Linked DNA regions of Mus musculus: regions 1, 3 and 4 are each linked to region 2. Evidence: chromatin contacts called from public HiChIP or PLAC-seq and promoter capture Hi-C data. All regions are on one chromosome and are shown on one strand. Each heading gives the region's core, a stretch centred on a gene start, on an enhancer-like site or on the middle of the called end of the contact. The rest is flanking DNA. Distances are from core to core; before and after follow the strand shown. Region 1 holds the start of H2-Q1 (histocompatibility 2, Q region locus 1). Region 2 holds the start of H2-T22 (histocompatibility 2, T region locus 22). Region 3 holds the start of H2-Q4 (histocompatibility 2, Q region locus 4). Region 4 holds the start of Ppp1r11 (protein phosphatase 1, regulatory inhibitor subunit 11).

Evidence for each region. Promoter capture Hi-C pulls out the DNA fragments that hold promoters and counts their contacts. HiChIP or PLAC-seq counts read pairs in DNA pulled down with a chosen protein or histone mark.
Region 1: an H3K4me3 HiChIP or PLAC-seq map of embryonic stem cells shows a contact between it and region 2, with 8 times the contacts expected there. The contact joins the promoter of H2-Q1 here to the promoter of H2-T22 in region 2. A contact is called at or near these places in 2 of 115 datasets of contacts at active chromatin or transcription factors (embryonic stem cells and stem cell-derived neural progenitor cells).
Region 3: a contact with region 2 is called in an H3K4me3 HiChIP or PLAC-seq map of embryonic stem cells, with 4 times the contacts expected there. The contact joins the promoter of H2-Q4 here to the promoter of H2-T22 in region 2. A contact is called at or near these places in 2 of 115 datasets of contacts at active chromatin or transcription factors (embryonic stem cells and stem cell-derived neural progenitor cells).
Region 4: a contact with region 2 is called in a promoter capture Hi-C map of embryonic stem cells, with 2.6 times the contacts expected there. The contact joins the promoter of Ppp1r11 here to the promoter of H2-T22 in region 2. A contact is called at or near these places in 2 of 39 promoter capture datasets (embryonic stem cells and hippocampal neurons).

What each region holds. Positions count from the first base shown.
Region 1 is chr17:35,314,217-35,321,879 of GRCm38.p6, forward strand. It overlaps H2-Q1 (histocompatibility 2, Q region locus 1), which reads left to right and starts at 6,331. Exons shown (of 8, transcript NM_010390.4): 1 at 6,331-6,409; 2 at 6,605-6,874; 3 at 7,059-7,334. The coding sequence starts at 6,346.
Region 2 is chr17:36,038,736-36,046,073 of GRCm38.p6, forward strand. H2-T22 (histocompatibility 2, T region locus 22) reads right to left here and starts at 4,007. Exons shown (of 9, transcript NM_010397.5): 1 at 3,607-4,007; 2 at 3,133-3,393; 3 at 2,714-2,950; 4 at 1,743-2,018; 5 at 1,490-1,594; 6 at 607-639; 7 at 442-488; 8 at 250-319; 9 at 1-41. The coding sequence starts at 3,691. The coding sequence ends at 16. Gm6034 (predicted gene 6034) reads left to right here and starts at 4,226. Exons shown (of 3, transcript NM_001034909.3): 1 at 4,226-4,482. The coding sequence starts at 4,395.
Region 3 is chr17:35,375,616-35,382,941 of GRCm38.p6, forward strand. It overlaps H2-Q4 (histocompatibility 2, Q region locus 4), which reads left to right and starts at 4,002. Exons shown (of 6, transcript NM_001143689.1): 1 at 4,002-4,092; 2 at 4,205-4,558; 3 at 4,746-5,021; 4 at 7,243-7,326. The coding sequence starts at 4,029.
Region 4 is chr17:36,945,732-36,953,196 of GRCm38.p6, forward strand. It overlaps Ppp1r11 (protein phosphatase 1, regulatory inhibitor subunit 11), which reads right to left and starts at 6,061. Exons shown (of 3, transcript NM_029632.3): 1 at 5,692-6,061; 2 at 4,146-4,254; 3 at 2,624-3,823. The coding sequence starts at 5,775. The coding sequence ends at 3,621. Rnf39 (ring finger protein 39) reads left to right here. Exons shown (of 4, transcript NM_001099632.1): 4 at 1,325-2,255. The coding sequence ends at 1,905. Gm33595 (a long non-coding RNA gene) reads right to left here and starts at 1,351. Exons shown (of 2, transcript XR_385575.3): 1 at 625-1,351.

The sequences.
Region 1 (7,663 bases), core at 5,081-7,580, 720 kb before region 2:
TGTATATTGATACAAAATTAATGGTGTATTTGCTTACATTGGAATAGATCTTGTATATTGCTACAAAGTAAGGTTACATTTTGGTTACATCATACTATGGATCAGCTACATAGTATTAAGGTACCTATGTAACTCTTATACTGCATGGGAAATACTCGTCCTTTTGAAAGCTCCCATTTTGAACTGTTTTTTAAAATTTAAAAATGCAAGTTAACATTCAGTTAATCAAACCTTGTTTGTTTGGTTTTGTAAGGTACTAGTCTTCAAAAACCTCAGATATCTACAAAATATAGCAATTAAAGATGTTTTATTTATTTAAGGCTTTCTTTATCTTTTTCTCTCTTTCTCTCTTTCTCTCTTTCTCTCTTTCTTTCTTTCTTTCTTTCTTTCTTTCTTTCTTTCTTTCTTTCTTTTTTTTTTTTTTTTTTACAATGAGATGAGTCAGCTCCTGGCAGCACACCCATACTACTTCAAAGAAGTTGATGAAAATTGAAGAACTTCCTTATGGAGTTTGCTTCAAATATGGCAAGCTGCCACTGGGCAAGAAACTGCCCTTGCTTCAACTGCAGACAGAACACTGTCCAAACTGGACAAAGAAAAAACAGGAAGTCAAGTGCTGAACTCTGCCAGGACTACATAGAGATGAAGACCCTCATGATTCCTGCTTTGAAGAACAATCTGTCAGGTGTTCTGGGCCAGTAGCCTGGAAACATGGACGCCCCAAACTTCCAGATGAAGCCTGGTGACAGTCTGGGCAGCCAGCAGTCTCTGTCGTTTTTACAGTTTTAGAAGTTGCTTGTTCTGCACTTTCTGTCTATGTTGATAACATTCATTCTCCTCAGGTCTCTGATGGGGTTAACTCTCAAAGTTAAGCCTAAATTGCTGAGGATTTAAGAAAACGTTTTAAGGTTTAAAAAGAGGTTTTTAGGTTGCTGAATATAAGTTATGACAGAAAGTGTTTTGAATTGCACTCAACAAGATTAGATAGATAGTGGAATACTTTCTCCAAACTTGCCAAATACAAGAGGACTGGACATTGTGAATGTAATTCTTAGCAGATAGCAGTATGTAGTTTATTGATATTAGAAAAATAGTTATTATTCAGACAAAAGGGAAAAAAGTGGCAGGATATTTAATTGCGTTGTGTAGCCAAGATTCTGAACTTGGAACAAGAAAATCTGTTTCTGCTTGTGGACTTGCACAGCCCTAACAGACACCTTTAAGCCAAGAGTTTTCTGTAAACAATATTAATTAAACTCAACCATAGGTCAAGAGGCACAGCATGCCACCAGTTTGACAGGGGTGAACATAGGAAACACAGGAAATAGAAAGGAGGGAGATTGAGTTGGAGGGAATTGAAGACAGTTTGGAAGAGGAGGAGGAGGAGAAAGAGGAGGAGGAGGAGGAGGAGGAGGAGGAGGAGGAGGAGGAGGAGGAGGAGCCTTCTGAGACCTTGGTGGAGTAGACAGGACTTTTCTCTGCCTCACTGAGCCAGCAGGTTTTCACCCCAGCATGTGGCCCCTTCGTCTTCATTGGTAAAATTGAGTGACTGGGATTTTGTTTTTAAAACAACACACCATGAAACAGATGTTTCAAGACAGCGACTATGTGTCTCTCCTTCATGTGGGCTGATGACATCATCATTATGTAAGTTGCCATATGATTGGCAGCCATCCTTACTAAGGTTAAAGAGTAGACGCCATGTGAGTTCACCAACATCATCACTTCACCACATGTCATGAAATAATAACCGTAAAACGTTTTTGTCCTCATGAGATTTCTGTATGTCATTCTATCTCTTTGAAGACTAAAGTATCCACAATTCTCAAGTATTTCTGATTGGCATAGCTTTTTGTATGAAAATAAATATTTAACGTTACATTTGTTACAACATACTGCATATGTGATTCAACACTGGTTTAGAATATACTGTATGTGATAATAAAAATTTAATTTTATAAGGATCTACTTGAATTAGCAAACGCTGCTATAAGATGTATGTCTATCCTCCTATGACTTTGCTAACTGCTCAGCACCCAGGTGCTATAAAATGTAGATAAGCACAACACATGTTTGATGAATAAGGATTGCATTTTATTCTAACATCTTATGTTATGAGCACATGAGCATTATATGCATTCATGTCTTTGTGATTGTGTCAGATCCCTGGAACTATTGTCACGGACGATTGTGACCTGCAGTGTGGTTGCTGGAATTTGAACCTGGATCCTCTGGAAGAGCAGGCAGTGCTCTTCACTTTTGAGCCATCTCTTCATCCAGCCAGTTATATTTGAATAAGGAATACTGATTATTAAGTTCTATATTTCTAAGACATACTCAACTTCACAGCAATAATTGTCTAGCTTTTTGTCCTTGTTCATCTTGTTAAGGTTTATTTATTTTGAGAAACTGAGTCATACAAAAACTGTGTTATTCTGTAATGGCAAACGATAAAAGAAACCAGTCTCTTATGGCTAAAGTTTAAGGCATTTATGTTTAATTTAGATGATAAAGATATTCAACTGAAATTACTAAGGCTCAAACTTAACAGAGATAAAGTTATAAAATCTTGGGGCTGGAGAGATGGCTCACTGGTTAAGAGCACTGATTGATCTTTCAGAGGTCCTGAGTTCAATTCTCAGCAACCACATGGTGGCTCACAACCATCAGTAATGGGATCTAATGCCCTCTTCTGGTGTGTTTGGACAGCTGAAGTTATTTATATGAATAAAATAAATAAATCCTTTTTTAAAATCTTAATCTTATATAAGTTACTGACTTACTGTAAACTGTGGAGGACAATTAACACAGGCAAGTTAAGAACAGGAACAAGGTTTAATTAGCCTCCGGTATGTTTGCTAAATTAAGCCTAAAACAAGTTACTAGAAACAAGGAAAGTTTGTTCAGTGTAGCTATACTAAGTAGCTAACAGTCATCAAAATTTTTCATAGATCTGCTGAATATGGCATTTAAAATGATGGAAATAGCTTACTATGACCGAGACCTCCAGCTACTAGAAGTGACCCCCAGGTCTTCTCAGATGATGATGGGGTAGAGAAGAACTCCACTTGGAGCTTGCTTTAAAGGTGACAAAGCCAGAACTACTGGGTGAAAATCTGCCTTTCATCTTGTCTGTCAACAGGACCCTGTCCAAACTGTGGACAAGCAGGACACTGCGGAGTTGATGGCCCTGCTTTGGATCTTCTGGACTGGGCAGGGAAGACTGAGGTTGCCCTGGGTCCTCCGTCCCCAATGAAATTAAGACTACTTCAGTGGTTGTCTAGGTAACGGATAAGTCTGCCATTTTTAATAGGTTTGGAAACTGCTTAGTCTGTACTTCCTGTTTTCTCAGGAGAAATTCATCCTTCCCAGATCTCTGATGGTGTGGACTAGGGAGAGCTTTGTCAGTTTAACAGCGAGCAACAGCACAGGCTTCAGGTGCTTCTCAGTTCTCTTCATGTGCAAAAATCATGGACACTTTCCTAGAGTTGCTACTGGGTCTCCACACTGACCACATTGTGACCAGGTTCTAAGAAGAGAAAAATTCACACAACAGATTTCAATGTAACATTTTACTATTCCTTTATGTAAAGGAAGTTTTTTTTACCAGTATGTTTGCTCTCAGTAACCAACCACCTGTTTCTTGTGGTGAATAATTGGATAGAAAAAATGTAAAGTTTATGTAACTTCTAAGGATACGAAATGTTAAGTACGTTACAATGATCTTAAAAGTGTGCTTTCAGATCTCTGAACTGGACTTATAAAAGTCAAAAGTGTTTTAAATTCAATTTATAAAGGTCTAAGGAGGTGATTTAAGATGTATAAATGCAGTTTGTAGAGGTATAAGAAAGTGATTTAAGGTGTATGTAAAAATGAAAAATGTTTCAGATCTTTCCTCTCTATGCTATTGTTACATTAAGATCTAAAAGTTTCAGAGTTTTAACATTCATCAATGGAGTTCTGATGAGTTATTGATCTATCTATGATAATCAATAATTGCTATTATAGTTACAAGCTCAAGATTATGAATTTCCTATGGTTGTCTTCTAAGAATAGACTTAAAAGTGCTTCTCACTGAGCTAAAAACATCTGTCCAATCTCTATGCACCCTGTGTTCTGGATAGAGGTAGGAATCTTCGTGGTTTTACCTCCAAATCCACTTTTGGAGTCCACAAGCTTTTACTAAGACTCAAAGGCATGAGTCTGCTGCCGTTTTTACAATGTGAAGTTCAGCACAGAATCCACAGTGGTATGTTTACATGTCTAAAATTTATCTCATTTTGTAAACTTTTAAAATTCTTTGAAGCTTCAAAGAATCTACTTGAATCCACTTCCCACAGGTCAAATGGACTCCAGATAAGAACTGTCAATCAACAGCCTGTTTCATCTCCTGCCTGTTCAGCTTAGTCCTAAGGGTGGGGTTATCCTCTCCTTTTCTGTGGTCTTGGGATGCCCCACCCCCAACTAATAAGCCTATGGGTTTAAAACATTAATCCTAAAGAAAAAAATTATTCTAGCCTCCTTAACATTACCTTCTGATCTTTATATATACAGATAGGTTTCAGTAAAATGCTAGCTCCAGGTGTTTCCTCAACCTCTGCATGCCAGACACAGCTTCAAAGCACCTGCCCCATGATGGTTCAACTGAAAGATGCATCTGCATTCCCCAGCTGCAGGTGGTCCTGCAGAGCCTGGACAGTGAGGGAACAGCATGCTTTTTTTGAACCTACCCAGCATCCCAGCTTTCTTGGGTCCCCAAAGATAGTGACACCTCCCCCAAGACAACAGGAGGATTCTAAAGAGCTCAGTAACCCCATTTCTGCTTCACCAGACACCCCTTCCTATTTTCTCACCATATATAGTAAATAAGAAGAAGGGATGTCTGTCAACCAATGACCACCCACATTCCAGAACCAGCCTGCTTTCAGCCTCTCAGTTCCAGAAGCCACATCATCACCAGCCACCAAATGTGACACATTTCTACTGTAGCCACAAGTTGTGTATCCTTATCCAGCTCAGGTCTCCACAGCCCCCTCTTTTTCTCTTCCATACTCACTACCCACCCACAATAAATCTCTCACATGAAGTCTGTTGTGTTGTGTGACCTTTGCAAAACCTCATGGTTCTCTGATCCATGCAAGAACTCTAACAAGCCCACAGGGTCAGCCCTGAATGTTTCCCCAGCTGGGCAGGTGTCTGTTGGAGCAGGACCTAAAACTGCAAGAAGTCTGAGCACGAAGGGAAATTGTCAATGTCCAAAGTGTGGAAGAGCACTTCTCATTCCTTTTTAATTCTGTGTCTATATGAATGTCTATATATCTATCTGTAAACTACCTACCTACCTCTCCTCAGTCTCCCCCAAATCAGATTACCCTGTTCTGAGGTAATAAACTGTCCCTATTTCTCTCCCCATCTCCTCCCTTGCACTGACTTTATCAGTCCCTCCCGAGGTTATATCAATATTGTCAAACACAGGCAGGGAGAGAAATGTCCTCAGACTGAGGGGCAGGAATGGAGTTGGACCCCACTGTGCTCCCATTCCTTGCATTCCAACTGTTTTTCCATGGGGCCTCCATCCACAGGGCAGGTCCCTGGCTCAGCTCAGAGGGAGGAACTCACACATCCTCCTCCCTCAGCTCTCACTGAGTGACCCTGCACCAGGAGGCTGTGCTGTTTGCATTTTGTCAACTCCACACCAACTGAGACATATATAAGAAGAGGATCCTGAATTGAGAAATTGCATCCATCCAGGACGCTTTTGGGAAAGTCTATAAGGCATTTTTAAAATTATTATTAATGATCAGTATGGAAGGGCTCAGCCCACTGCAGGTGGTCTTGGCTGGTGATCAGGGATTGTATAAGAAAGCAGGCTGAGCAAGCCATGAGCTACAAAGCTATTAGCACTGGTCCCCATTCTCTCTGCTTCAGTTCCCACTTAGAATCCTCTCTCAAGTTCCTGCCCTGAATCTCTTCAATGATAGACTGAGATGTGGAAGTGTAAACTGAAATAAACCCTTTCTTCCTCAAGTTGCTTTTGGTCATGGGGTCTTATCACAGCAATAGAAACCCTCACTAAGACACAGCTGCACAAGGGCCTCACTCTGTTCCCTGCAGACACCACCCTCTCCTGCAGCTCAGCTCCTGCCCCTCCCTTGCCCTGGAGCAGCACCACTTTATAGCTCCTGGGGATCTGATGCCCTCTCTGACCTCCTGAGGTAGCAGGAATTATCTGGCAGGTCCATTGGGTGGCAGGATCCTGGGGAACCAACCAGCTACTCTGTGGGCGCTGGTTATAAAGTCCACGCAGCTCGAGGGCCTCAGATGCCCTGTATTCCAGATGGGGCAATGGCACTGGGAAGGCTGCTCCTGCTGCTGGCAGCCGCCCTGACCCTGACCAAAACCGGAGCGGGTGAGTGCGGGGTCCGAAGAGAAACGGGCTCTGAGAAGAGGGTCGCGGCCGGCACCTGGGATGCTGCGTCCCCGCGTCGCCCACCAGACCCTCCGCCCCTTCTCCACCCACGTCCCGCGCCCTGCTCCCCTCTCGGACCACGGACCGCCGGGAGTCTCGGGAGGAGGTCCGAGTTTCACCGCGCGCCGCCCCCAGGCTCACACTCGCTGCGGTATTTCGAGACCTCGGTGTCCCGGCCCGGCTTCGGGAAGCCCCGGTTCATCTCTGTCGGCTACGTGGACGACACGCAGTTTGTGCGCTTCGACAGCGACGCGAAGAATCCGAGATATGAGCCGCGGGCGCCGTGGATGGAGCAGGAGGGGCCGGAGTATTGGGAACGGAACACACGGAGAGTCAAGGGCAGTGAGAAGAGATTCCAAGAGAGCCTGAGCACCCTGCTCAGCTACTACAACCAGAGCAAGGGCGGTGAGTGACCCCTGGTCGGAGGTCACGACCCCTCGACGTCCCTACACAGGGGCCAGAGACCTCCTGCTTCTCAAGTCCCAGGTTCAGGAGCAGAACTGACCCGGGACCGGATTCCCTTTCAGTTCTGTGGAGTCGCGCGTGGGCGGGGCCGGGGGAGCGAGGCGCTGACCCAGGGTTCCTGCAGGCATTCACACCTTCCAGAAGTTGTCTGGCTGTGATCTGGGGTCAGATGGGCGCCTTCAAAGCGGGTACCTGCAGTTCGCCTATGATGGCCTTGATTACATCGCCCTGAATGAAGACCTGGAAACCTGGACAGCAGCAGATGTGGCAGCTCAGGAAACCCGACGCAAGTGGGAGCAGGCTGGTGCTGCTGAGAAACACAGGACCTACCTGGAGGGCAAGTGCCTGATGTGGCTCCACAGATACCTGGAGCTCGGGAAGGAGATGCTGCTGCGCACAGGTCTCTGGCTGGGGCTCAGTCCTGGGGAAGAAGAAACCCTCAGCTGGGGTGATGCCCCTGTCTCAGAGGGGAGACAGTGTCCCTGGGTCTCCTGATCCCTCATCACAGTGACTGCACTGACTCTCCCAGGGCTCAGGCTTCTCCCTGGACAGTGCCCAGGCTGTCTCAGGAGGGAAGGAGAGAATTTCCCTGAGGTAACAACAGCTGCTCCCTTCAGTTCCCCTGTAGCCTCTGTCAGCCATGGCCTCTCCCAGGCTGGGTTCTCTGCCCACACCCACTGTGTGTGGACACTGACTCCTGTCCTGCTGAGTGTGTCAGTCCTTACACCT
Region 2 (7,338 bases), core at 2,757-5,256:
TGATCCTAAATCCAGTCAAGGTGACAGTAAAGACTCGCCAACTGATGGGATATAAAAGGAAAGATTGCATTCTTCAGTAACTGTTGCAGGTGATCCCACAGAGGCGGTGGGTGAGGGGGAACAGCTGGGAGTGTTCTCTGGAGGGTGAGGAGGCTAAGTGAAGCCTTCTGGGAGACAACACCGACAGAGTTGGGGGTGGGGTGGGGAAGACAGGCTGATACCTCTTTCGGGGTGACATGGTAAACAAACCTGAAGTTCCTGGGGAGTGGCCTAGACAAGTTTTACAGGACTTAATCTTCCAAAAGCAAACCCCCATCTCCTATAGGAGTAAGAACAGGTTCAGGGCAGTTACTGTAACCCGTGATGTTCCAAATAGCTCGCTTCTCACTCAGATCTCTCTACCTGCCCATCACGAGTCCTCTGTGCCACCCCATGTTTTACCTCATCATCCACAACAGTCTTGCTAGAGTCTTGGGGACTGTCTCTGCCTAGGAAAGACCAAAACAGGATCCAGTCAGACTTCAGAAGACTAGAGGCTAAAGGAGGAACTGCGGTGGGCTCCCATGGGCTCCAAGGGTCTCAGAGATCACTCCTCACCACACTCACCTGCTTCTTGGGTGTCACGCCTTCCTCTCCCACCTGAGGAAAGAAAAACCACATATGGGTGGCATGGGAGTAGGGAGTCATAAGGGCCTAGACCAGTGGTTCTCTTCCTTCCTAATGCTGTGGCCTCTAATAGAGTATTCTCATGTTGTCATGACCCCCACCTATAACATTATTTTGTTACTACTTCATAACTATAATTTTGCTTCTGTTACAAATTGTAATGTAAGTATCTCATATGTCGGATGCCAGAGGACAACCCCCAAAGGACTCTCGGCCCACAGTTTGAGAACCACTGGTCTAGCAAAACCCCTTAGTTCTGGGCCCAAGGGAAATTAAGTTTTCTTTTTCTTTCTTTCTTTCTTTCTTTCTTTCTTTCTTTCTTTCTTTCTTTCTTTCTTTCTCTCTCTCTCTCTCTTTTTGTTTAAATATTATTTACTTATTTATGAGTACACTGTAGCTGTCTTCAGCTACAGCAGAAGAGGGCATCAGATCCCATTACAGATGGTTGTGAGCCACCATGTGGTTCCTGGGAATTGAACTCAGGACCTCTGGCAGAGCAGTCAGTGCTCTTAACTGTTGAGCCATCTCTCCAGCCCCCCCCCCCCCAAGGGAAATTTCTAGGACTGAGGTGATGTAGGACCTCCTTGGAGTTTTGTCCCCAGTGAGACCTTTGCCTGTGACAGCTGGTCATGAGGTCCCAGGCACCAGAACCATTCTCAAGAAGAAACTGCTGTTTAGTCCCCTTCACTTAAGGTTAAACAAAAAGGCTCCAGGCTAAGAGGACTGTGGATGCTACATCCTGTTACCTAAGTAGGGTATGCCTCTACCTAAGGCTTCAAACCCTCAATGGGACAAGGAAACCCAGAACACATTTCTCCCCTACCTGCATTCTTCTTCATGCATATGCAAACCACACAGAGACAAATGATGAACAAAATGAAAACCATGGCAACAATCCAAATCCAAGGCTTTTGGTACCATGCAGGCTCTGGGAAGCAAAGGGAAGTGAAGGGAGGGAAGGGCAGGAGAGGGGAAGAGAAGGTGAAGACCATTCATCTCTCAGCCCTGACCAGCTCAGGGTCTACAGAAGGCTCCAGCTTTCCCTGAACCCAGCTCTGCACCCACACCCTCCTTACCCCATCTCAGGATGAGGGGCTCAGGCAGCCCCTCATGGTACACATGGCATGTGTAACTCTGCTCTTTCCCAAGAGGCACCACCACAGCTGCCCACTTCTGGAAGGTTCCATCCCCTGCAGGCCTGGTCTCCACAAGCTCCATGTCCTGGGTCAGCTCCTCCCCATTCAACTGCCAGGTCAGGGTGATGTCAGCAGGGTAGAAGCCCAGGGCCCAACACCTCAGGGTGACATCACCTTCAGGTCTGGGGTGACGGGTCACATGTGCCTTTGGAGGGTCTGAGGGAGAGAGTTGAAAGGATGAGGCATCGTGCTTTCTTCTGGGGACTCAGCAGTGTTCATGTGACCATCCTGGGGTGGGATTATGGTGTCCATCATCTAGACACCAGCTAGAGCACCTGCTCCTGGGAGGATCTGCTCTTAGGGATGCCTTAGGATGTGAGCAGGACAACATGGACAGGAGGCTCCAGGTCTCTGCAGACTCATGGGAAGGGCTTCTGGTCCTCAGCTGGGTGAGGGCCAAGAGACTGAGAAAAGCTGGAGTCTGACTCCAGAGACACTGAAGTCTGGGGCACAGAACAAGTTCTGAGAAATAGCTCCCAATTGGCCTAGGATCATTGCTCAAGTCAAGAATTTGTTGATCAGTTACTAAAAGATTGGTCTCCAAAATGAATTTCTTGCTAGTAAGAGAGGGGTTGTCCTGTGAAGAAGTCATTGTTTTGTCACAGATCTGGAACACAAGAGCCTCTTGCCTCTCTGGACTTGGGGAGGAGTGAGAAAAGTCCTTCCCATTCACCTGCCTCCCTCTCCTCTTTTGCGAATGCTAAGGATCTAAACCAGAAGTTGTGCTTGCTGGGGAGTGCTCAACTGTGAGCTGTACTCCAAGTCCTCTCTTCCCACCCAGCACCTCCAGCTCTCCAAACTCCCAGCAAGTAGCCTAAAGGAAACAGACATGGTTTGGCTCCCCTGGGCACCTGAACGCAGCAGCCTCTCCTTCCCTTTTTCCAGGTATTTCTGCAGCAGATCTGAGCAGTGGCTCTTCAGGTCCTGAGAGATGTGAGGTACAGTGCTGTTTCCCACTGTACAGGAACTTGGGTTTTCGTTCAGGGTGGGGAGATCCTCGCTATCATAGGCGAGCTGGTTGTACCAGAGACACAGGTGCCGATCTGGCTCCACATCGCAGCCTTGCAGCCACTGTAGTGTGTGAGAGTCTAGGAAGGACATAGTTGGTGGTCAGTCCTGTCGCAGCAACACGAGTAGAACACAGACCAACTCCAAGTAAATCCCTGCAGACTCTTGGTTTTTGAGGAACTGGGCATGTGTTGGGTGAAACTCTGGTCTAGTGAATATGGACAACCCTGGTACATCCTTGGGATGGGTTCGGATCACTCACCGTCCATGCTCTTGTTGTAAAAATGAACCAGGGTCATCAGATTCCTTTCAGACAGCTGTCCTTGAATTGTGACTATACGAGTCTGCTGCTCCCAGTTATCTGCTTCCTCCTGCTCCAGCCAGGGTGCCATCCTCGGAGTCTCCTCCTTGCTGCTGAAGCGCAGGACCTGCATGTCGTCCACATAGCCGACGATTATGAACCAGGGCTCCCCAAGGCCAGGCCGGGACACAGCGGTGTAGAAATACCTAAGCGAGTGTGAACCTGGGAGGAGGAGCGCGATGAGACCCCGACCTCCTCCTCCTCGATCCCCATCTCGATCTCGAGCGGGAGTGCGGGCCGGGAAGGGAGCAGGGCGCCAAGCTCGGGACAGCTGAAAAAGGGGGGCTGGAGGATCTTGCTGGGTGGTGCAGAGACTGGGTGGTGCTATCCCTAGCCTTCCCAGTAGAGACAGTTTCCCTCCCCGGTCTCACTCACCCAAAGGGATCCGAGTCCAGGATGGTCTGGCATCCAGCTGCAGGAGAAGGGCGCAGACCACAGCGGCCCTGAGGACCCAGGACATCTGGGACTGGGCAGATCTTGGACAGCTTTATAAACTAGAGCGACAGCGATTGTATTATCTCAGAACCCAACTTCAAATTACAGTCGCGAGTGATTGGAAAACACCAGAAAATCTGAATTTTAAAAGTAACCAAATGACACTACCTCTGGTCGCAGAATCGATTGTCCCAAACTGATCCTCTGTTTTATGTTGGAAATTCTTCCAGTGGCAAAAGCCGCCACTGGGTCTGACAATTCTGCAGGCCTACATCCTGCACCTTCTTGCTCTCAACCCTGCCTGGGGAGAGGAGGGTCGCAGAGAGAGCAGGGCGGTAAAAGGCGTTCCTTTCTCCCACGTCATGACTTCCTTTCTTGCCTTTTCATCTTAGCCCAGCGATTGGCTTCTTGTCGTCGTTATTAGCCAATCAAATAATTAGGAGAAATTGCCCTACAGAAAGTGAGAACTAGTGCCAAGTCATCAATATCTAGGCAGAAAAACTCAAGAGAAGTTGGGGATTCGAAAGTGAAACTAAGCCAATTAGGGACTCTCCCAGCTACTTTCCTCTTGAGGTCCTGAGAGTCCTTGCCTGCCAGGGATTTGCACAGACTCCCAAAGTGCCCAGAAAGCGCTGAAAGAGCTGTTCCTTCACTCCGTCTTCCCGAGACCTGTTCAGAGGCTGTCTGTGGAATCCAGGGGAGACTGCACACTGATCTCAGGCCCTCTCATGGGACACAGGACTCCTCCAGAAGGAAACATCCCAGGGCCCATGTTGGCAATAGCCAGCTTTTTGGTAGAATTCACTGGAGACCTAGGTGAGATCCCTTCTCCTGTCTGTCTGTCTGTCTGTCTGTCTGTCTGTCTGTCTGTCTCCCTTCAGGACTTTCCTTTTTAGGCCAGGCTTGCCTCAAACTCAGGAGATCCACCTGTTTCTCACCCCCGAGTGCTGGCATTAAAGACATGCACTGCCAAGGACCAGTGAGTTATATTTTCTCAATGAACCTGCCAAGTTGACTAGCTCGCATTATGGAGTTTTGCACAAGGTTGGGACTCATCTCTGAAGCAGAGTTCTCAAAGCTCACAGGGAACATGTGGCAGGATTCCATTTCTCAGTTTCTGGGCAAGGTCCCCTGTCCTTGCTGGATGGAGCAGAGCAGGAATGTTGGTTACTCTCCATGGACTTTGGGTTCTTTGGGTGGCTTTATGAAGGCCATTGGAGGAAATCTCCTGTGTAGAGTCATCACACTGTGGGTCTGGGCACAGAACGCAGTCCTTTTAATATTTGCCCTGATCAGGACAGTCCCTCAGAGTAAAGTCAGCTGGTTCGGAGCCCTAATGACTTTTGCAGAGTCCCTTCACTGAACTAGCATTTGATGGACTGACCTTGTGAAGGTTAATAGTCAGGGTGGTTATTGGGGGAGGGCTGGGGAGAAGGAGCCCAGCACTGCCTCATTCTTCTTTGTGTGGGAAATGGTTGTCAGGGGTCATGAAAATCTAATTGAGCTAGAGTGAGGGTGGTAGTGAATGAAAATGGTACAGCCATTTCACAGTTCTAGTCGTGGTGAAGGAAAAGGAAGAGCTCAGACTGAACACAGCCAGCAGAATAGACCTGGCCATGAGAGGGAGATGGGGGAAGGCAGTCGGAGGAGAGAGAGAGAGAGAGAGAGAGAGAGGGAGAGAGAGAGAGAGAGAGAGAGAGAGAGAGAGAGAGAGAGAGAGAGAGAGAGAGAGAGAGAGAGAGAGAGAACCAGGACAGGGAGAAGAAACAAAGTGGCCAAGAGCATCTAGCCAAGGGAGCTGTTGGCTGGCAGCTGGGCTGAAAGTTGAGAAGATGAGGGATGGAAAGGGGTGAAGCTTAGGGTCTGGAGAGGTTCAAAGGGTAGGGGGTGGGGGTTAGAGATACTGAGAAGAGCCAGGACTCTGGCAGAGGTTCTCAACCTTCCTGAAGCTGAGACCCTTTAACAAAGTTCCTCACATTGTGGTGAGCCCAACCATAATGTTATTTTTTGTTGCTACATTATAGCTGTAATGTTGCTGATGTTGTGAATCATGTAAATATCCATGATTTCCAACTAAGTTTGGTGACCATTGTGGAAGGGTTGCTGGACCCACAGGTTCAGAATCACTGCTGTAATAGATAATGGATGCTGAGAGAAAACAATGTCTAGAGTCCCCTTTGTTAGGATAATAGGAATCCCAGTTAGGGGTTAACACCCTATTTAGCTGTGAGAATTTTAATTCTTAAAATAAGGTGACAAGAATACTCCCTTATGATATCTTAGGGCAGGTTGAAAGGCTAGTTAGGATAATTCCCCATCTTTGAAAGCTCTGGATTTCAGAGTCCTAGAACTCCACGGGATGATTGTGGGAGATTTGCATTTCTCAGTTATTGCTACTATGTAGCAAAAAGCCAAGTACAGTATCTGGAGACTCCAACCACTGATACTTCTCACAGTGTGGGACATCAAGAGTTTGGTGAGCCTGGCTCAGGAGCTCTCCCAGGTCATAGTTGTGTTTTTCTTCTTGCTGTGTTTTCTCAAGGCTTTACTAGAGCTGGGGTCACATGAGATATGGCTTCCTCTTATGGCAGCTGGAAAGGACTCAGGTTCCTGCTGGTTGTCCCCAGGAGTCCTCTGTGCCCTAGGTCTCTCTTGAGATTTTTCTTGACAGAGCAGCTGACTTCTCTGGAGCCAGTCTTTAGAGAGAGAGAGAGAGAGAGAGAGAGAGAGAGAGAGAGAGGAAGAAGAGGAGGAGGAGGAGGGAGGAGAAGATGAAGAAGAAGAGGAGGAGGAGGAAGGAGGAGGAAGGAGGAGAAGAAGATGAAGAAGAGGAGGAGGAGGAAGGAGGAGGAAGGAGAAAGAACAGGATAGTGACAGAGAGAGAATGAAATCTGTACGGTATGCTCAGTATGCAATCCCAGACCACAGCTCACCCACCAGCCTCCCTCCTTCAGGAGTAGAGTGAGCAGGTCCTGAACACCCCCTCTCCACAGGAGGAATTAATTTTACCTCTGCGAGGAAATAAATAGCTGTCTCTGTTAAAACCTACACCAAAATCCAGTGTTACCCAACATCCTGTAAGTCAGAAGAACGTTTGCTCTATCTTCTCTATTTTATCTTTAATCAAATTCTTCTCTATTTTATCTTTAATCAAATAATACGAAAACTTGGGAAAACAAAGGAAGACACCGGTCAGAATTTCTTGAAAGATCTTTAAAATAAAGTTCTTTTTAAAATTTAACCCGTTTATTTTTTATTGTTTTGGCAAGCATCACACAAAATTTGCAAAACTGCCCTGCTCGGGATAGTTACACACTCTTGTGTTACTTCATAGGAGCTGTAAATGTGTATGATTGATACAATTCTTGCTGAGTCACATTCCAGAGATTTGACATTCACATTTCCAAGCTCAGACTAAAGAAAGCTCAGGAATTCCCATTAGACCAGCAGCACACTTACTTCTATCCTCACGTGTTATTTTTAAACTGACATTTGACATTTAAAGTATTATTTTTGCCTTTATACAAATCTGTCTTCATTTGTGAAATATAGCATATAATGACAGGCAATTCTATTTTTTAAATCAAAGTTTATTTAATGACAATGTATATTTTATAATGAATTTGTAGTAAAATATTGATGTTTAAACAAAGCATTTTTTATATAAAGCCA
Region 3 (7,326 bases), core at 2,752-5,251, 660 kb before region 2:
CAGAATTAGAAAGAGGACTCCTATTTCTCTGCATATTTTCATCCAGACCTCTAATCCTTTTTGCTTATATGGATTAATTGCTTGCCTGCATTCGTTGGTGCACTGTTCAAAAATCAGCTGCTTCAGTAGAAGCATGGCAGCATCAGGGTCTCCAAAAACACGGTCTCCTGCCTCTACAAGATGAGCCACAAAATCTGCAAATGGCTCCATGGGGCCTTGGATGATCTTGGTTAAATTCCCACTCACTTCCCCTCTATTAGGAAGGGATTTCCATGCTTTTGTTCCTATCTAATAAGATCTGTTCTTCTATCAAAAGATCTGTTCATAAACCTGGATGGGATAATTTATTTGAGCCGCTACAAATCTTCCTTGCCCTAACAACATGTCCTGATCCCAGGCGGGCTGGCCTGTACCCGCATTTATTGCTGCTTGCTCTGCTGCAAACTCAATGAAAAATGCCTTCCAGTCTAAATATTGGCCTGGTGACAAGCAGGCGCTAGACAGATTCTGCCAATTGCTTGGAGTCATGCAGTAGCAGTGCAGGTTCTCTAATTGCGCTCTTACAAAAGCAGCGCTGACACCGTAAGTACGAACCCCTTCCGCTAATCTTTGAACAATCTTCCAATCAAGCGGCTCGTGATAATGACCTCCCTGTGCATCCTGAAATACAGGAAAGCACTGGGCTCGCAGTTCCCTCCAGGTTTCTGAATGCAGACTATGCCCCGATGCTCCGTCAGGGGCATACGGAGGCGGCCACGGTGGCCCTGGCGCCGAAGGTTCTACCTTCATTTTCACTTTCTCTAGACTGTCGGCTATGCTTTCCAGATCATCCTCAGACATATCCCCATCACTAGAACTTCCTTCTGCCTCTGACTTTTGGGATAGCTCCTCTCTCACCTGATTCAGTGCCTCATTGCCCTTTTGGAGTTCCGCTCCACAATTTCCTTATCCTCAATACAATTCCGTACTAGCTTCCACACTGGCAGCACCCCTTTAGTGAGAACTCCCTGTTCTTCTGCAAACTTCAAGTCCTTCCCTAACTTCTCCCAACTGAGCCCCGTAATATGTCCTGATATGGGAAACCAAGGAGTGACCTGATCCACAACTTTTAAAAAGTTCTCCAGGGTCTCCTTTTTCAGCCCGATTCCTTTCACTTTCAGCAAGTCCTTAAGGGCTTGGTGCACTGTTTGACCTGAGGTTGAATTTCCCATTGGGCTTGGTGCAACTTGTCCCCAAACCAGGAAACTTATCGTCTCAATCTGAGAACTTAAATTGTCCCATTTACATGGGAACCTTACCAGCTAGCTGCCCTGACTACGATGAGTTCTGAACATCCCCGCACGGGCCACCATTTGTTGCCTCCGATTCCGACCAGCAGAAAGGAACTACGACACATAGCGTTCTTCTCAAAGCAGTTTATTCAGGAACCTTTCAACATGCATGCAGGAATCTCTCTCCAGAAATCAATCTCTCTAGGAATCTCCTTACTCCACCCCCAATCGCAATCCCTTATATAACCCCTCAACCACGCCCCATCAGCCCAGTCCATGTAACAGCAGTCCATTGGCCAGAATCATCACTCATCATATGGTCCGATCCTGCATCATGGTGCACCTGCTCAGTTCTCACAATGGTCGTGACTTTTTTTAAGGTGTATGAGGAAGTCAGGTACAAGTCATAAGACTTGGCTGCAGTCCCGGGCGCCATCTTGGGACTGTTGCCACACCGGCTCCTCACACCCAGTGTCTCAGCCTTTGCTTGCAAATCAAGTCCTGAGTTCTCAGCTGTTCCTCCACCACCTTCACTCTGTCATCATGGACTCAAAACCTCTGAATCTAGAGAAGAGATTAAACACATTCTTTTATATGTTGCCTTGGTTACAGTGTCTTATCACAGTAATAAAAAACTAACTGAAGCTGGTGTGGTGACACAGGCCTTCAATCCCAGTGTGGTGGATTGAATAGGTGGCCCCATAGACTCATGTGTTTGAAAGCTTGGCCCACAAGGAGTGGCACTATTAGGAGGTGTGACCTTGTTGGAGGAAGTGTGTCACTGTGAGGTTGGGCTTTGAGGTCTCCCATGCTCATGCTCTGCCCAGTGTGGAAGGAAAGCCTCTCCCTGGCTGTCTTTGGATCAAGGTGTAGAAGTCTCATCTCCTCCAGCACCATGTGTACCTGCACACTGGCATGCTTCCTGTTATAATGGACTAAATCCCTGAAACTGTAAGCCAGCCTCTACTAAATGTTTCTCTTAGGAAGGAATGCCTTGGTCATGGTGTTTCATCACCACAACAAAACCAAAACTAAGACACCCAGCACTTAGGATGCAAAGGCAAGGGCAACATGATCTACATAATGAATTCCCGAATAGCCAGGGCTGTGCAGATAGACCTTGTCAAAAAAAAAAAAAACAAAAAACAAAAAAAAAAAAAAAAAAAAAAAAAAACAACACATAGTAAAATAAGAAGAAATGTAATGGAGACAGATCCTCTCTGTGAAGCACTGCCTAACCCCAACAGCATCTCTAGGTTGGTCAGGAAGAAACCTAAGAGCATCAAATCCCCACGGAAAATGCTCACAGCATCCAATAACAGTGGTTCAGGGAGACAGGGTCTGCTGAATCCCGGTGAATCTGGGGGGCTGCTGTGGAGATCTGCATGGGGAGGTGACTGGAGTTCACACCGGTGGTCACACACATTTGTTGCTCTGTGTGATGAGTGACTCTCTTCAGGAGTCCCCACCCAACTCTGCTCTTCTTTCCACTTCACTTCTGTGGCTATGGTTTGAAAAGATCCACAGAATCATGAAATGGGTAAAATTAATCTTCCCCCACACTACTGATCAGGGATGAAACCTCACATCACCAGTGTGTGCTCTCTGGCATGAGAATCATCTTTCTTCCAGTGTCCACACTGCACAGGCCTGAGAAACTCTGGGGCCAACTCGGTTATCAGAACCAGTGTCCCACACAGCTGTGACATTCATGTCCCTCACCTCATCAGTTCAAAAGTGTGAGTGAAGGTCAGGGAGGGAGGGAGAGGGTCAGAAATTACATAGCTTCTACCGTACTATCATCATTATTCTGTGTTATAGTTGGTGACAGTTCCTCTCCTACTGTTATTGAGTCACTAAAGCAACTGCACCATGGAAGTACAGTCACAGAGAAGTGAAGTGGAGACAGGGATCAGTGCCCTGCTGTCTGTGGTCTGCACAGGGGTCTCTCTTCAGTGGACAAGGGGGTCTCCTGTGCTGAGACAATGTCCCAGGTCCACAGAGACAAACTCAGAAGGAAGATCTTTGTTTTTAAAAAAACAAAAAAGAAACAAACAAAAAACCTGCAGCCACAGACTTCATCTAGGAAGTGACACAAGGAATCTGTGTCCCAGCACAGGGCTGAGAAGACAGATCCTGAGGGAAAAGACGAAGTATCCTCTTTATAGAAGAGAGTCCTGCACTCAGGCTTGGCAGTGTGAGCCGCCCACTGCAGGTGAACAGAGCCTGGTCTCTGTGGTGTTCTAATGGGGCTTGCAGGCCAGCGCCTCTGCTTTAAGGAGAAGCCTCTCTCCACTGCATCCCCAAGCGCTTGTGTTGCCATTGTATTCCTGGAAGTGGCTTTTCTTCTGGAAGGCTCCAGGGTCTGACTTCTGAAGAGAAGAAGGAAGAGGAAGGGTGGAGGGAAGATACAGAGAGTCTGGCCTGCAGGTCTCTTCTCTCCTGGTGTCCTGACAGCTTCTGGGTCAGAACTCGGAGACACCAAGACAAACAGCTCTCTGTCCACAGCACAGGGTTCAGGCAAAGTCTTAGTCTCCAGGCAGTGAGATCAGGGGTGGGGATTTCCCATCTCCCCAGTTTCACTTCTGCTCCTAACTTGGGTCAGGTCCTTCTGCCCGGACACTGATGACTTACTGGCAGTTCTCACCCCCATTGGGTGACGTGATCACCGGGAACCAATCATCGTCGCCGCGGGAGCAGGTTATAAAGTCCACACAGCCCGCCAGAGTCAGATGCCCAGAATCCCAGAGGGGAGCAATGGCGTCAACAATGCTGCTTCTGCTGGTGGCAGTCGCCCAGACCCTGATCGAGATCCGCGCGGGTGAGTACCGGGTCCGGAGGGAAATGGCCTCTGAGGAAAGGGGAGGGGGCGGCACGGGGGAAGCCGCGTCCCGGCGTCGCCCACCTGACCCTCCGCCCCTTCTCCACCCTAGCCCCGCGCCCTGCTCCCCTCCCGGCCCGCTCACCCGCCGGGGGTCCCGGAAGGAGTTCGGGGTCTCACCGCGCCCTGCCTCCAGGCCCACACTTGCTGAGTTATTTCTACACCTCCGTGTCCCGGCCGGGCCTTGGGGAGCCCCGGTTCATCTCTGTCGGTTACGTGGACAACACGGAGTTCGTGCGCTTCGACAGCGACGCGGAGAATCCGAGATATGAGCCGCGGGCACCGTGGATGGAGCAGGAGGGGCCGGAGTATTGGGAGCGGGAAACACAGAAAGCCAAGGGCAATGAGCAGATTTTCCGAGTGAACCTGAGGACCCTGCTCAGCTACTACAACCAGAGCGCGGGCGGTGAGTGACCCCGGATCGGAGGTCACGACCCCTCCACGTCCCAAAACAGGGGCCCGAGACGTCCCGGGCCCCAAGTTCGAGGTTCTGAGCAGAACGGACGCGGGACTGGTTTCCCTTTCAGTTTGGAGGAGTCCGCGGGTGGGCGGGGCCGGGGCGTGTGGGCGGGGCTGACCGCGGGGTCCCGCAGGCTCTCACACTATTCAGGTGATCTCTGGCTGTGAAGTGGGGTCCGACGGGCGCCTCCTCCGCGGGTACCAGCAGTTCGCCTACGACGGCCGCGATTACATCGCCCTGAACGAAGACCTGAAAACGTGGACGGCGGCGGACATGGCGGCACAGATCACCCGACGCAAGTGGGAGCAGGCTGGTGCTACAGAGAAAAGCAAGGCCTACCTGGAGGGCGCGTGCGTGCAGTCCCTCCGCAGATACCTGGAGCTCGGGAAGGAGACGCTGCTGCGCACAGGTGCAGGGGCCGCGGGCAGCTCCTCCCTCTGCCCTCGGGCTGGGGCTCAGTCCTGGGGAAGAAGAAACCCTCAGCTGGGGTGATGCCCCTGTCTCAGAGGGGAGAGAGTGACCCTGGGTCTCCTGATCCCTCATCACAGTGACTGCACTGACTCTCCCAGGGCTCAGCCTTCTCCCTGGACAGTGCCCAGGCTGTCTCAGGAGGGAAGGAGAGAATTTCCCTGAGGTAACAACAGCTGCTCCCTTCAGTTCCCCTGTAGCCTCTGTCAGCCATGGCCTCTCCCAGGCCGGGTTCTCAGCCCACTGTCTGTAGACACTGACTCCTGTCCTGCTGAGTGTGTCAGCCCTTACACCTCAGGACCAGAAGTCGCCTTTAACTGATGGGAGACATGGACTACCCTACACTAGGCTGATTGCCTCAGTTTCCTGAATTTTCAAAAGAATACATTCTCCCAGATCCCTCCCTGTCTGTGGGGTTTCCACCCCTTCGACAACCTAATTCTCTCTATTCCTATAGTGGTGGTCACATCAGCCCTTATGGGGTACCCTGGAGGAATATCAATAGTGGAATTTCTTCTTCTTCTTCTTCTTCTTCTTCTTCTTCTTCTTCTTCTTCTTCTTCTTCTTCTTCTTCTTCTTCTTCTTCTTCTTCTTCTTCTTCCTTCTCTCTCTCTCTCTCTCTCTCTCTCTCTCTCTCTCTCTCTCTCTCTCTCTCTCTCTCTCTCTCTCTCTTCGATTTTTTGAGATAGGGTTTCTCTGTATAGCCCTGGCTGTCCTGGAACTCACTTTGTAGACCAGGATGGCCTCGACCTCAGAAATCCGCCTGCCTCTGCCTCCCCAGTGCTGGGATTAAAGGCGTGTGCCACCTTGCCCAGCCTTTCTTATTTCTTTACTTTTTTTTTTTTTTTTGGAGGGGGTAATTTTGTTTCTAGTCATCTTTTGTCTTTTGTCTGCACTGGAGTGATCCTGTTTCTCCCTGCCCTTATATTATCATGTGTATCAGTCTCCACAGGTGCCAGGGAAGTTAAGACAAGTTAAATCAGGGTTCTCTTTAAAGGAGAGATTCCTGTGAACTTAGACTGTTTCCTGTCAGAACTAAACATCCAGAAGCCTCCTGCTCTTCCTCTGTCCCACAAGTTACAGTGCTCCCCCCCCCCCCCCAGTGAATCTGGACTTGGACTCTGAGAGACAGGGTCTTCTGCAATCCAGGGCTGGAGTGAGAGGGAAGACCACACACCCTGTGAGCCCACTGTGTTGCAGTGAGTGCTGCACTGGGGTCCACAGCATACTCCAGGGATCCTGTGTGACACACCTGTACCTTGTCCCCCAGAGTCAGGGGCTGGAAGTCATTTTCTCTGGCTGAGTGTCAGAGGTTGACACCATTTCTGCTACACACTCTGTGATGGCTGCTCACTTGGACTGGCGGTTATGCTAGTTAGCAAGATGAACACAGTGGTTTAGTCTCAGTTGTCACACCCTTCCAGTGGCATATGGCTCTAATTTCTACTTTTGATACGAACTCAAACACTTATTAAATTAGTTAGTTTCCATTCCATCTTCCATTCTAGTCCATTCATGCTAAAGAACATCACATAAGGACTGCCAGGATGACCCACTGGCTCATGTGGATTCCCTCTTAGCTTCTGAGTCCCCCAGAAAAATGTGCAGCTGAGGAAACCAGCTCTGCCTGCAGGTCACCAGTGCCATGACAGTTGAAGTGTCAAACAGACACATTGTTCAGTGTCATCAGTGATTTAACTGTGCCTTGTGTAGATTTCAGAGGGTCTTGTTAATTGTGGTACTTTTTTTTGTTTTTTGTTTTTTTTTTTTTTTGTTTTGTTTTCAAGACAGGATTTTTCTGTATAGCCCTGGCTGTCCTGGAACTCACATTGTGGACCAGGCTGACCACGAACTCAGAAATCTGCCTGCCTCTGCCTCCCGAGTGCTGGGATTAAAGGCGTGTGCCACCACCAACCAGCTAATCGTGAGATTTCTTTCTTTTTTCTTTTCTTTTCTTCTTTTTTTTTTTTTTTTTGTTGTTGTTGTTTTGTTTTTTGAGACAGGGTTCTCTGTGTATCCCTGGCTGTCCTTGAACTCACTTTGTAGACCAGGCTGGCCTTGAACTTAGAAATTTGCCTGCCTCTGCCTCCGGAGTGCTGGGATTAAAGGCATGTGCCACTACCAACCAGCTAATTGTGGGATTTCTTAAATCTTCCACACAGATCCTCCAAAGGCACATGTGACATGTCACCACAGATCTGACGGTGATGTCACCCTGAGGTGCTGGGCCCTGGGCTTCTACCCTG
Region 4 (7,465 bases), core at 4,811-7,310, 910 kb after region 2:
TCCTTGGTCCACAGATGGTCTCACCTGGGCTTCCTTCTAGGTACCTGTCTCTGTGTGCAAGTGTCTCCACTCTCTTTTAAGATAGAAATCATCCTGCATCAGGGCCTACTGTAATAATCTCATTTTTTAACCTGATTACCTTTGTGAAAATCCTCCCCTCAAACACACGCGCGCGCACACACACACACACGCATAAGGTAAATTCAGAAAATTGGGGAACAAAACTGACACCCCACCCCCTTTAAAGAGTCTCTTTCTATGTATCCCAGGCTGGCATGGACCTCTAGTCCCTGTCTTTGCCTCTAATGTGCTGAGGCTATGCATATGTAACTCCACAGCTGGACAGGAGGCACAATGTAACCCAGAACAATATCCTTAATTCCTCAGATCTCAGCCACGTTCCCTCACGTTTTTTATGTACCCCCAGACAGTACAAGATCCCTGCTTCCACCTCCTCCCATTCTTGGAAAGGGGGTCAAGACTCCAGCACCTCCTCTACCCCTTCTGTGCTCATTCCCAAGGTAGCTCTCGAGATGTTCCATTCCTTAGTCACCCCTCCATCTCACTTAATACAAATTCCTTCTAGCTCCTAATCCAGAAGCATTTCCTTAAAGCGCCCCATACCTGCAAGGCCAGCGACTCTTTCTGGTCCCTTAGGCAATTTCTGTATCTCCTCTGACCACACCTCCTATAGAAATGGGCCTGGCCTGGAAGGTAAATGGGCTGGTTTTACTAGATACCTTGGATTCCTCCCTTTGCCCTTCCTTTAAATCACTCTAGTTCCTATCTGGTATCAGTCTCTCTCAGGTATCAGTCTCTCTCAGTAAGTAGTCTTGCTGACCTGGCTCCCGTACCCAACCCAGATTCAAGGTTTTTGCTTTGTGTTGTTGTTGACACAGGGTCTTACTATGTAGTCCTAAGGGGCCTGGAACTTGCTATACAAGCTGGCCTCGAACTCACAGAGTTTTGCCCTCTTTGCTTCCCAAGTGCTGGGATTAAAGCCACCACACTTGCAGATTCAAGTATTAGTCATCATTCTCCCTATAAGTCCCATCCGCCACTCTTCCACCAACACCACACACCAGCCTCCCCTCAGGTCTCCATGCTGGGTTCCTTGACCAGCATAGTCTTTGTCCAAGTCCAGTTCCACAAAAGTGGTGGATCAGAGCACAAAGCGGCTCTGTGCCTTAGTGTCTTCCCATCCTGGTCGCCCTGGTCGCTAGGGGAACTGCGAGAGGACTCAAGCACCTCTGCTCTTCTTCACCCTTCTCTCTAGACTTAAAAAACGTACCATGTGTTGTTCCCCCTCTCCCCTCTTCTGCAGCTGACCTGACGCTCGACCCTCGCACAGCACACCGTGATCTGCTCATCTCCTCTGACTACCGCGGCGTGAGTCTGGCTCCACCCGGAACGCCTGCGCCGCTGGACAGCCCCGCGCGCTTTGATCAGCTCCCGGCGGTGCTGGGTGCGCAGGGCTTCGCGTCAGGCCGCCACTGCTGGGAGGTGGAGACCGCGGAAGGCGCGTCCTTCAGAGACTCTACAGCTCAGGATGAGAACGCGGGAGAGAGCTGCTACGCCGTGGGCGCTGCCGGGGAGTCCGTGACCCGCAAGGGCCTCATCAAGCTGTGCCCATCGGAGGCTATATGGGCCGTGGAGGGCCGCGGCGGCCGCTTGTGGGCGCTCACGGCTCCAGAGCCCACCCTGCTAGGTGGTGCCAGGCCCCCGCCGCAGCGCATTCGCGTGGACTTGGACTGGGAGCGGGGTCGTGTGGCCTTCTATGACGGCCGCTCATTGGACTTGCTCTTCGCCTTCCAGGCGCCGGGCCCGCTCGGGGAGCGTGTCTTCCCCCTGCTCTGCACTTGTGACCCGCGTACCCCGCTGCGTATCTTGCCTGGAGAAGCCTGAGCCTCAGGTCTCTAGCTCCTACCCTACCGCAGTAGTCCAGATGGCCTCGAGGCTACTTCTGTCCCTTGCACAAATCCCCACCTGTTTCAGTGACCTTGTCTGTAACACCTATCGGAACAGGAGTATTAATAAGCACCCTTTGTCCACTCACATTCTCCCAAATCAAAACCTCAACTGGCTTGTACATTCGTGCCTTTAAGCCAGTCTAGTCCCGAGTCTCCATGACCTAAGACCTTTTTCTTGAGTCCTCTTTCCGTACCATTCTAGGCCAGGCTAGAGAAAGAGGCTCTGTTTGTACCACCAGTGTTGGGAAACAGTCCTAATTTACCTCCAATCCCAAAAGGCTCAGGGCATGATGCACAGCAGGAAGTCTGCAGCTTCCTGCTCATGTCCACTCTGAGGATTCTCAGAGGAAAAAAAAAAGTCTTCCTAAGACATTTAACTCATAACCTAAGCCGCGCAGCTCAAACCTGAAGCCTAGAACATAAATTCTAGGATATGTATGCAAGCCAGTCTATACTCAACCTTTCATTTATGACTGTTTCCTCTGCTCGTGGCCTTTTCCCATTGAACACCCTCTTGGAACTTTATCTTGCACATAAAAGAACTAATGGTGCTACCTCCTTCCTCAACCCGGGAGCAACTCAGGCACCCCAAACATTCTGTATAGTCTCCCATCCTTCCCTTGTGTATAAATGGGCCTGTATTTAACACACTGTGCAATGTTGGGTTATTTATTTTGTGCATCTGTGGCAATAAATGAGATCTAAGTGGTGCCATGGGTTTTGCTGATTTCTGTACTGTGCACAGCCAGAGGCCTGGAGGGCAGTACCCAGATCCTAGCACCAGCCGGGGAGGGCTGAGAGAGCAAGACACCTGGGTTGGCAGACACCAAAGCCTAGGCAGGAAAGGGTAGGAGCATACTGCAGGGGCCTGTCCCCTCATCTCTTTGCTTTCTCCCTCTTTCCTTTTAGGGACCCAGGCCCCTAGGACACCAATGCTGAAGCTCAAAGATTAAAGGCTGAGAAAATCATTGGCTCTAAGTCAGTGGTCTCAGCCAGCTTTGTCAGAAATGTTATATTCAGGACATGGCTATTTTTTTTTTTTTTTTGGTTCCACTTTCCATTAGGTGTGAATGACAAAGACCTCTCCTAACTCCTTTGGAGAGCCATAAGGGGTAAGAGGAGCAGAAGGGCCAGGGAACCCTATAGTCTCCACACAACCTTACATCCCACAGGCAAGAACTAAGATTTAGGAAAACTGCATCAGTAGAAGAACCATAAGCCAGGATTAATACGCAGAACTGGGGTGCAAGATTGCCTGGCATCTGATTGGAGCCCTGGCAGTGAAAGCTGGGACCGTTGAAAACCCAGTTGAAGTGCTTGGGACTCAAGCTGAGGGTGCAGGTGGCCAAGATACTGGATCCCAGGACAGGTAGTTTGGCAGTGAGAACAAAAGGGATAGACTGGGACCAAGATGCCTGGATCCCAGGCATGGGAGCAAACTGTAGGGAAGCAGGGGCTGGGAGAACCCAGAAGCCTGGGTTCTGGAACAGCAGCAAGTCAGAATTCCAGGATCTGTATCCACCCTCCTCTTCCTCTTCTCTATCACTCAGGAGACGGAAGAAGGGGGCAGGAGAACGGAGGCAATGGGTGGAGTCCCCATGTCAGATGGATATATTTGGGGCAGGCAGACACATGAATGGTGAGAGGGATTTAGTGCTGCATAGGTCCTGGAGGGGGCTTAGAGGGATCAGGAGGCTGTGGAGGAGTGGTTGGGGTGGGTGCTGGGGTTGTAGGACGCCGTCCTTTGCGGTGACCCCGTACACAGTGCTTATGACTACAGCCTTCTTCTTCATCCTCATCACTCTCGGTGGAGCTCTCGCCAAAGGCCCGAGGCTTCTCATAAATACAGCAGCCTGAATGGAGAGAGAGAAAGCCAGCTAAGAAGGATGAAGAGCAGTGTTCAGTCAGTTTCATTTCCACCAGATCTGTGTGAAAACCTCTCCCTACTTTTCTGGAATCCAGCTGCCTTAGCCTCTTCCCCCAGGAATTCAAGAGAGAGTCGGAAAAACCTGACTCCCATTCTGCCATGGCTTGCCCCCGCCCCCACCCCTAACTCCAGGCAGTTGGTACCGCATAGTTTTATTCCCACCTATTTTTCTTTCCAACCAAGAACTCGATAGAGCTATAAAGCAACAGTGAGATGGTGGCCAGGGACACTGGGCCACCCACACTCACATTTCGACGAGCGTCGCCCCATATGCTCATTGTCCACAGTGTCACTGGACCACTCCACCTTCTTCTCTGGCTTGCGTTTCCGAAGTTTCATAGTTAGGCTCTGATTCTCCTGAAAAGTTAAAAGAGGTGTGGGCCCATCTGACTCACTTCCTCTTGATTTTTCCTGTTTCCTATGGAACCTCCTTTTTTCTCTTCCCTGGCTCAGTCAGTAACACACATCATGCCCCTGGAGAGGCAGGACAGCCTGTTTGTGGAGAGTATGAATCCCTGTTCTTGATAACCAATAGTATGCAAAGAAGGCAATTCTTAAACTAGGGAAGGTGCCAGCAAATTGGCAAACTAAGATACAACCAACGCTATCACCCTTGGTGGCATTAATATATGAATGTTATTTTCTCCCTTTCCTGTGACTGGCCTTTGATCTCACTTTCTTCTTCACACCTCTTATTCATGTTCTAAAGAGACTGAGGTATGTAATCTCAGCACTTGGGAGACTGAAATGGCCTCTGCAACATGGTATAGCTATTTTCTCAGAAAAAAATAAAATAAAATAAAGCAGGGATGGGGAGACATCTCTGTTGGTAAAGCTCTTTTGGTGCAAGCATGAAGACCTGAGTTTGATCCCTTGTATCCACGGGAACAAAAACAACAACAAAAAGTCAAATGTGGTGGTGGTGGTGGTGCAAAAAGGCAGATCTCTTGCTAGCCAGACTAGCCTATTTGGCCAGCTCCAGGCACAATGACTCTGTATCATAAGTAAATAAATAAATAAATAAATATAGACCATGTCTCAGACATCTGAGGTTAACTTCAGGCCTACACACACACACACACACACACACATATCAAAATAAAACAAATATCCAAAACCCTCCTTCTACAAAAAAGCCTTCATTCTTTCTTCTCTCATCTTCAAGCCCAGGGCTCCCTAATCCTATCCACTTATTCTTTAACATTCTGGCATCTCTGGTAATAACTGCTAAACTACTAATCTCCTTCAACCCAGACATTGTCAAACCCAACGCATCTTTCTCCCTTTGAAAGCAATTTGTTTTTGCAAAAGTTGTTTGCTCATTTGCTTCTCTCCTCCCTGATCTGCCAAAACACACTTCACCTTATTTTCTTGTTTCCTCATTTCCTCCGCTTTAACACGCACCCATTCCATGACTATCTATTGGTAAGCACTATTGGTAAGTACTCGTTCTGTACATTTGCCTCCAAAACCACGCCTTCTCAAATGGCGTTTCACTTCCTCCCAGTACCTTTCTGGCTCCTTAACCCAGTTTCCGTTTATTACGTACATAGACCACCACCCCAAGCCTTAACACCTATACTCTAATTGTAACTACGGATTAAACAATCCTTGACCAGTCACTTGAACCATTTGAGCGGCTCCAAGCATCTCTATTTAGTTCCTTGCGATTTTCCCAATAAGAGTAAACCCCACATGATGTCCCAGATCCCAAACCCACCAACTTTCCAAACCCCCCTCCCCCTCCCAGTGCCTCCCAGACCCCTAAATAGACCCCCTGCCCGCCTTTCTCACTGGCTCGGTTGTCTCGGTAACCGTTGTCTCAGTAACCGTTGTCTCAGTGACGGTCTCACTTATCCCGGCCCCTGTCTCCGCCATGGCTAAAGCGAAAAGCGAGAAAGCGGGATGAGACACCCTTTCCTTTTTCTGAGCCTCAGAGATCTAAGAGAACCGGTACAAGACTCGGAGTAGAGGCCAGGATGCTCTAGCTTCTTAATCTCCCCTACTCCTCCACGGCCTCTGCTTCCCCACCCCTGGGGAAAACCTGTCCAACCCCACTTCCGGCCTTTCACTTCCGGTTGTGACGCATCCTGCAGAACACAGTTTCCCTTCCCCACCACCGCCTGGGTCAAAGCAGGCGTCGCCAGAATAGTTCCGCCGTAATGCAATAGTGCGCAGACGCTGAGGTTGGCAGAAGTGATGTCATAGTGGGGGGGGTGGGGCTAGGCAAGGCTTAAGTTCATTGGCTGGTCAACTCGAGGCCGTTGTGCTGAAAGGATGAGGTCTGTGTGCCTAGAATCCTTACCCTATCTGCTGTATCCATAAGCTTAGGTGAAAAAATTAGGTGGGACAGGGAGCTATCTCCAAATTCCTTTTTATCATTCTGTCAAGGAGCGGTTTTCCAGGAGCAGGAAATACACTGGGTTCTAGCCGTCTCCCTGTTTGTTGATATCCCAGTGAAGGTACACTAAACCTGAAATTTTTTGACTGTAGTAGGCCCTAAGATTAAAGCCTGAAACACCTAGATTACCATTTAGCTCCCAGTTTGAGGAATGCAAAGGTTAGATGCAGGGGGCAGAGTAACAAATCCAAATTCATCTGGTTAAATTTTGTTAAATCTCTCCACTATCCATCCAAAAATACCAGTTTTTGTTTCCTTACAATGAGAAACTAGATTTAGATAAGATATATGTATAATACATATAAGTGCATCTTTTTTGTATTGTCCTTGTAATGGTTTTCATTTAGGCTTACTATGCTCGAGAGTCCAAACGGGGGGAGGGGGCTCTAATTTGTAAGCTCCTAGCTTGTACAAACTGTCGTGGCAGCCCGCCTACCTCTTTTAACCAGACATTGAAGGTTTTTTTTTGTTTGTTTGTTTGTTTGTTTGTTTGTTTTGTTTTGTTTTCCCAAATAGGGTTTCTTTGTGTAGCCTTGGCCCTTTTGGAACTCTCTCTGTAGACCAGACTGGCCTCAAATTCAGAAACTTACCTGCTTATGCCTCCTCCAGTGTTGGGATCAAAGGCCACCACCACCACCCAACAAAGAATTATTTTATTATTATTATTATTCACTTTACACCCTGTTCACTGCCCCTCTCCCAGGTACTCCCTCCCACAATCCTTCCCCCATCCCCATCCCCTTCTCTGAGTTGGGTGGGATCCCCCTGGCTATCCCCACACCCTGACACTTCAAATCTCAGCGACACTAGGTGCTTCCTCTCCCACTGAGGCTAGACAAGGCAGCCCAGCTAGAAGAACCTGTCCCATGTACAAGCAACAGCTTTTGGGATTGTCCCTGATCCAGTTGTTTGGGACCCGCATGACAACCAAGTTGCACATCTGCTACATATGTGAGGGGAGGACTAGGTCCAGCCCATGTATGCTCTTTGCTTGGTAGTTCAGATTCTGAGAGTCCTAAGGGTTAGTTGACTCATTTGGTCTTCCTATGATGTTCTTATTCCCTTTGGGACTTGAAATCCTTCTTTCTATTCTTCTATAAGAGTCCCCAAGCTCCTTCCAGTGTTTGGCTATGGGTATCTGTATCTTGAGTGAGCAGCTGGGTGGAG